Linked DNA regions of Ovis aries: region 2 is linked to region 1. Evidence: chromatin contacts called from public Hi-C data. All regions are on one chromosome and are shown on one strand. Each heading gives the region's core, a stretch centred on a gene start, on an enhancer-like site or on the middle of the called end of the contact. The rest is flanking DNA. Distances are from core to core; before and after follow the strand shown.

The links. A called contact is a pair of places that touch in the nucleus more often than the background predicts.
Region 2: a contact with region 1 is called in a Hi-C map of liver, with 1.7 times the contacts expected there. The contact joins the enhancer-like site here to the promoter of LOC101119050 in region 1. A contact is called at or near these places in 2 of 16 Hi-C or Micro-C datasets (liver and mixed tissues).

The regions. Positions count from the first base shown.
Region 1 is chr7:20,912,785-20,916,523 of ARS-UI_Ramb_v3.0, forward strand. LOC101119050 (dehydrogenase/reductase SDR family member 4) reads right to left here and starts at 2,337. Exons shown (of 6, transcript XM_060418943.1): 1 at 2,192-2,337; 2 at 377-554. The coding sequence starts at 2,322.
Region 2 is chr7:20,947,001-20,950,413 of ARS-UI_Ramb_v3.0, forward strand. It overlaps the pseudogene LOC101121175. Among named protein-coding and RNA genes, the nearest start is that of CARMIL3, 46 kb to the left of the region's middle. Within about 2 kb of position 1,696, at least 1 of the 54 cell types and tissues checked has an H3K27ac peak or open chromatin away from gene starts, as enhancers often do. A contact at or near this core is called in liver, where this site is marked.

The sequences.
Region 1 (3,739 bases), core at 1,087-3,586:
ACTGAAAAACCGGGGATTGATTGTTTCTTAGCCTATAGTGGGAATGCCTATTTACCCTTCTTATCTGCCCAATTAGACTGGAAGCTACTGGAGAACCAGGACCAACTGGAGTTTTTTGGGTGCCCCAAGGCACAATGCAGGGTAGAACAGTAGAGTGTTTTTTGGTTCTCTCACTGAAATGGGATGATTCTCGGAGACAGAACCGAAAGGCATACATAAAAATGTGCTGGTGGACTGGTGTGGGTATGTGGAATGCACTATTTTATTTTAGTGAACAGTGCTGGTTTGGATTACACCCATGTTGTCTAGGAAGGCCAGTGCAGGCTGCCTCCTTTCTGCTGTCTCGTGGCTCTGGACCTGTATGTCTGCTGCTTACCGTGGCCACCAGCCGCTCCCGGTCCTCAGCCTTCCCTACGTGGCACACGGTGCCCGAGACGCTCAGCCCTTCCCCTTGCAGTGCTGCCACTGCCCGGTCCACATTCTGCTGCTTCCGGCTGCTGACCACCACGTGGGCCCCGTCCTGCGCCAGACGCCGGGCGATGGCAAAACCGATCCTGTGGGCAGAGAGAGAGAAGGACTTTTAAGCCTGGTACAGGAAGAGGGGGAGAGCATGGGCTCTTAAGTCAGGCTGCTTTCTGTAGGACCTCCACCTGTTAGGATTAATGGCACAGCCATTACCATACAGATGGACATGCTTAGCATCTTTTTGGCACTGGTTTACTATTTTTATTATGGTTTTGGCCCTCAGTCTAGGTTCCCAGGAAGTGATAACACCTTCCATAGGTGTTATCATAGGCTCCATACCCTATAGGGACTGAGGGGAGAGAGAAATGACTTAGGGGTATAGCAAGCAGCAGTGATTTCCATGATTGGAGAGTCTCAGAAAAGCCTTTACCCCTAAATAATTTCCTTAGGACAGTAGTCTACATCATCTCAATATTCTATTGTTAGTTATGTTTTGGGGTACATATGAAACGGGGTCTCTGGTTCAGTCAGTTCAGTTCAGTCGCTCAGTCGTGTCCGACTCTTTGCGACCCCGTGGGCTGCAGCACCCAGGCCTCCCTGTCCATCACCAACTCCTGGAGTTTACTCAAACTCATGTCCATTGAGTCAGTGATGCCATCCAACCACCTCATCCTCTGTCATCCCCTTCTCCTGCCTTCGATCTTTCCCAGCATCAGAACTGAACTGACTAGTTATATTTTGGAGTACATATGAAACTGGGGGTCTCTGGTTATGAACATAAATTTTTTACATTCATAGGAGAAAGGGTTATACATTAAAAAAAAATTATCTACCTGGCTATATGGGTCTTGGTTGGTCCATGTGGGATCTAGTTCCCTGACCAGGGATTAAACCTGGGGCTCCTGCATTGAGAGCATGGAGTCTTAGCCACTGGACCTCCAGGGAAACCCCCAGGGCCACACATTTTGCGCTTGTTAGCCATTTGCTGCCAAGTCGCCTCAGTCGTGCCCCACTCTGTGCGACCCCATGGACTGCAGCCTACCAGGCTCCTGCGTCCATGGGATTTTCCAGGCAAGAGTTCTGGAGTGGGGTGCCATTGCCTTCTCCAGGTTTCCCCATTTATATGTATTCTAACTTTGTGAAGAGCTGGCATCTAGCAGGGGTCTGTGGGAATGAGAAACAGGGTAGGTCACAGTGGCTGGTAAGAAACAGGCTGGGCAAGAGAGGCCACAGTATACTGAACTAAACAAGAACCTGGACACATGACTTGTGTCCCCTCTAGGGAAGGGGCAAAGTTCTGTGAGGCTCCTGGGGGTGCCACAGTGGGGGTGTCTGGAACATTTCCACAGTCGGTGTAGGCAGTGCATAGGGTGTTTGAAATCTGGACTGTCTTGGACTTCCGGCCTCTGGTCTTCCCAGACTCTAGGTGGAGCCAGTTGATTGGGGCGGCCCAGAACCCCAGGAGACAGGATAGACGGGGTAGGGTGAGGGGCAACGCCAAGGCGGCGGACTCGAGCCAGGGGCGGCAGTGACAAGAGCGCTGTTAACTGCAAAGGTGGGGGGAGCGGAATCTGAAGGGGGCTGCAGGCCAACCACGTGCTGCCTTTCTTCCAGGGCCAGCTCTGGCCGCACGGGAGGGCTGAAGAGAGGGCGCGGGAGGCCAAGGACAAGGGGTATCACCTGTTTGCAGACAACGGGGGACTCAGAGACTCACTCGGGCACTCACCCGTCAGTGGAGGCCGTTACTAGGGCCACCTTATTCTCCAGCGGGTTCCGGCGCGCCATCCCGCAGCTGGCCATCCGGACCGACTTCCACGACCGCGCACAGGCACCCAAAGGCAGTCGCACCTTCAGCATGGCGCCGGCCGGTTCAGGGTTCTGCACCGCCCAGGGGAGGTGACAGTGGGGCAGGGCGAGGGGCAAGGCGAAGAGTGAATCGCCTCCTGGCTCGGCGGCCCGCTCCCCTCCCAGCTTCTGGCTCCCGGATCCCGTCTCCCCGCCCCTCTTAAGCCCTAGATCGGGACAGCTCCTCCCGCTCCGCGCGGGCCCTAGGCCAGGGGAGCCGGCCGTGGCCAAGAGCGCCCCCTGCCGTTTGTGGCCCCCGCGCCCCTAGATCCCCTGCTCGCCCTGGCCGGCCCGGCTTGGGACGGTGCTGTCGGTTCCGGTTCCCTGTGGGGCCCTCCCCACCTCGGGGAGCTCGTAGACTTCCTTGTCCTCCCTCTCCTCCTCCCACCTCTGCTTGCCCACGTCAGTTCTTGGGGCAGAGGGGACTTTAACTGTTTGCTTTTGCTTCCTAGAACTTCAAGGTGGGTTTTGTTTTCCAAGAAAGTCTGGGTCCACGTTTGTGACAGCTCAAAGGAGGCCAGATGTTTTGAGATTGCTCATGGGGGTGAGGCTCCTCCTGAGGGTCTCAGGGGAGCCTGGAGGAGCCTACGGGAGACGCCTGATGGAGAGGAGCAGGGCTAGGCCTGCACTGCCCTTCACTCTGGCTCAAGTTCTCCTCCATCCCCATAGGCCTGGAGGGTAGACTCTGATCACCAGGGGTAACCAGCGTGCAGAATTAAAGATCCTGACCTGACAGGATCTCTTATATCCTCCGCTCTAGAGAACTTCTCTAGGCCTAAGTGGTAGCAAGGAGGCTAGAGTGTCCCCTAACCAGTGGTGGAAATTCAGAGCACTCAGGAGCACTCAAGTGCTTCATAATCACTGTGTCCCCAGGTCTTAGCCTCCATCCTAGTTCAATAAATATTTGTTGAATGTAAAAGCATTTTATAAACTTTGAACTACTAAACACATAGTAATTATTGCTACCATAGAGTAATTATTATTGCTGCCACAAGCCAGGCTCTCCATCTGTAAGCTGAGGGTGCTGGGGTAGATGATAGATAAGGTCCTCTCCAGCTATAAATTCTGTGTCCAAGACTTCAGCCCCTACTTCTCCCAAGTGGGCTGAAATGATCTCCCTCCTGGGTTTCTGGGAGAATTAATAAATCTGGATGGCTTATGATACACTGAAGAAAGGCCCGGCAGACCCAGTGTCAGCATCTGAATTGGTTTAACCCTGTGGCCTCCAAATGCCAGACTGAGAAGCTGTGTAGATCCAAGGCAAAGTTTTCACTAGTTCAAGGCAAAAAATAAAAAGAAAATACAGTGTTTCATAAAGCTAAGCTTATTTAATTTAAGAGATAGTCCTTTATTCTGGGATATGCTTTTGCTCTTTTTAATTATTTTTTGGTGTTAGTCTTTCTGTTAAGAGAATATGATGAAAGCAGAT
Region 2 (3,413 bases), core at 446-2,945, 34 kb after region 1:
GAGACCTAATATAGTTGCCACTGATGCACCTATTGTATTGACACATCATCATTGCCTGAAACTAAAAACCTGCTTAAAAAAATGAAGTCTGTTAATTACTCCCATCTCTCCCCAGCAACAGTAGACTTGTGTATGTTGTGTAGGTGTGTTTGTGCAACTATGCACTTGCGTGTCGTGGAGACGAGCAGCACTGTCTGGAGTGTGACTCTGACAGGGGGATCCTGTCTCTCTACGTTGCCTGGCAGTGAGTCAGCTCTCAGACTCAATGTCCCCCCGGGGACTTGTTTCCAGGGTCTGGAAACGGAGGCATCAGAGAATCCCCCTAGACAGCGGGCGCCTACGATGAGAACTGCTTGGTGTGCATGTGAAAGTCGCTCAGTCATGTCCGACTCTTTCCAACCCCATGGACTGTGGCCCGCCAGGCTCCTCTGTCCATGGAATTCCCCAGGCAAGAATATTGGAGTGGGTAGCCATTCCCTTCTCCAGGGGATCCTCCCCACCCAGGGATGAAACCCCGGGTCTCCTGCATTATAGGCAGATTCTTTACCATCTGAGCCACCAGGGAGGGAAGGCCTTGGTGTGCATAAAGAAAATGTTTGGTGTGCATAAATAAAATGTTTAGTCCCTCATGTGAGGATGCTTTTATACACATCTCATAAAACAGAGGGCTAGAGGGGTGCGTCAAGCCCTCTGGGGCTCTTCTCAGCACATGTCTTTCACTGGGCTCCAGCACATCTCTCTATAGGACACGGGGTGGGGGGGCCGGGCCCCATTGACCCTGCTCCTGTGAGTTCCACTCACACCAAGGGACACCATTTGGTGTGTATCCTGAGCCCTTCACAGAACGGTTGTGCTGTCTTAATTCAGATCCTAAAGAAATAAATGATTTCTGTAGCTAAGAGGACAAACTCTGTCCTATGGCTTGAAGAGCAGAAGTCCATTTCAGCAGAAGAGACTTTTCCATTTCATCTCATTACACGTGTTACCCCATTATCAGAATGAACAGAGTTAAATCTAAAGCAGAACAAGGACATTCTGAAGACCCTGTATAACAAGTGAAATGAAATATTAAGTGAAGTTAGACAGAGACAAATATATGATATCACTTATATGTGGAATCTAAAAAATGATGTGAACGAACCTAACAAAACAGAAATAGACTCGCAGACATAGAAAACAAACATGGTTACCAAAGGGGATAGCAGGCAGGGAAGAGACAAATTAGGAGGTTGGGATTAACATATATACACTAGTATATATAAGCTAGATAAACAATAAGGACTTACCGTATAGCACAGGAAATATACCCCATGTGTTGTAATAACCGATAGTGGAAAAGAAGCTGCAAAAGTATCTATCTATCTATAGCTGAGTCATTTTCTGTATACCCCAAACTAACACATTGTAAATTAACTATAGCCAAATTTTAAAAAATGGTTAAAAACTAAAGCAGCACAAGGATCTTTTGAAGACCTGTATAATAAATTTCAGCCATATCACCCCATTCACAGAATCTAAAAGACGGCCATTTACTTTTCTTACTATTTTCAAGGGGAAAATTTTTTTTGGATCTCTTTCTCCTCAGGTCTCCCGAATAATGCGGGTGTATTTTCTCTCTAATGGTACGAAGCGTGCCCTGCTTCTGCTGACTTTATTGATCAGGTCTGAGCTAATGGCAGATGTTTGTTTGAAGTAGATTTTTGTATGTGTGCGTTTGAGGTAAAATTCATGCCAAGAGACAGGTGAAATAGTCCTCTGGGTTCTAGCTGTGACCAAGAAGGTTTTATCTTTTTTTTCATTCCCCTTCCTTTTCTTTGGGAATGAAAATAACACTTAAATATCTTAGTTGGCTTTGTAGTTGGTCCAATTATTGCAGATCAAAAACATCTCATCAATTACATTACTGGGTTTAATATGACTACATTTATATAATTACAAGGACCAGTTATATTTAAAAAGACACTTATTTTTGATGAAAACCATAAAAGCTTATTAAAGCACTCTGATTTTCTTTTTTTCTGGTAACTACTACCTGAAAATACCTCTGAATACTCTCTTAAGGGAAAATATTTTGGAAAAATTATGTGAGAAGGTATAGAAATCACATACAAACAAAAAGAGCCAAAATATGTATGTGTGTATATATTTGTGTATCTATATACAGATAATACATACACATGTAGGGGCTTCCCTGGTGGTTCAGATGGTAAAGAATCTGCCTGCAATGAGGGAGACCCCCGTTTGATCCCTGGGTTGGGAAGATCCCCTGGAGAAGGGAAATGGCAACCCGCTCCGGTACAGGACTTGATTGTGAAGGGTATGCTGGTATATTCAAGCCATTTCATAAGAGCTTGGTATTATTCTGTGCAATGGGCTTCCCAGGTGGCACCAGTGGTAAAGAATCTACCTGCCAGTGCAGGAGACACAGAGGTGTGGGTTCCATTCCTGGGTTGGGAAGATCCCCTAGAGTAGGAAATGGCAACCTACTCCAGTATTCTTGCCTGGAAAATTCCATGGACAGTGCAGCCTGGCAGGCTACAGCCCATGGGGCCACAAAAAGTCGGACATCACTGAGCACACGTGCACTGAGGCCTATGTGAGATATTTCACCTCTCTTACACACATATGTAACTACATATATGTGTATATATTTATATATATATATATATATATATATATATATATATATATATATATGGACACAGTTTGAGCAAGCTCTGGGAGTTGGTGATGGACAGGGAAGCCTGGCGTGCTGCAGTCCATGGGGTCGCAAAGAGGTGGACATGACTGAGTGACTGAACTGAACTGACATATATTATATGCCATATACTTTCTTCCTCTTCTTCTCCAAAATAGAGAATGCTATTCTTGTCTTATATACTCTGGAACAATTAGTGATGACATATTTCTAATGATCCCCTAGAAGTCTTGATAAAGCTGACTAAGGTTTGTTGTTCAGTTGCTAAATCATGTCCAACTCTGCAACACTATGTACTGCAGTAAGGCCAGGCTCCCCTATCCTTCACCACCTCCCAAAGTTTGCTCAGGTTCATGTCCAGGTGATGCTATCCAACCATCTCATTCTCTGCTGCCTCCTTCTCCATTTGCTTTCAGTCTTTCCCAGCTGAAAGCCTAGCTTGAAGGATTTTGAGCATAACCTTACTAGCATATGAAATGAACACAATTGCATGGTAGTTTGAACATTCTTTGGCATTTCCCTTCTTTGGGATTAGAATGAAAACTGACATTTTCCGGTATTGTGGCCACTGCTGAGTTTTCTAAATTTGCGGACATATTGAATGCAGCACTCTAACAGCATCATCTTTTAGGATTTTAAATAGCTCAGCTGGAAAAGGGTAAGAACCTGTAATTAAGCTTTGTCTTGGTGGCATGAAATAAAGAAGGTGACATAC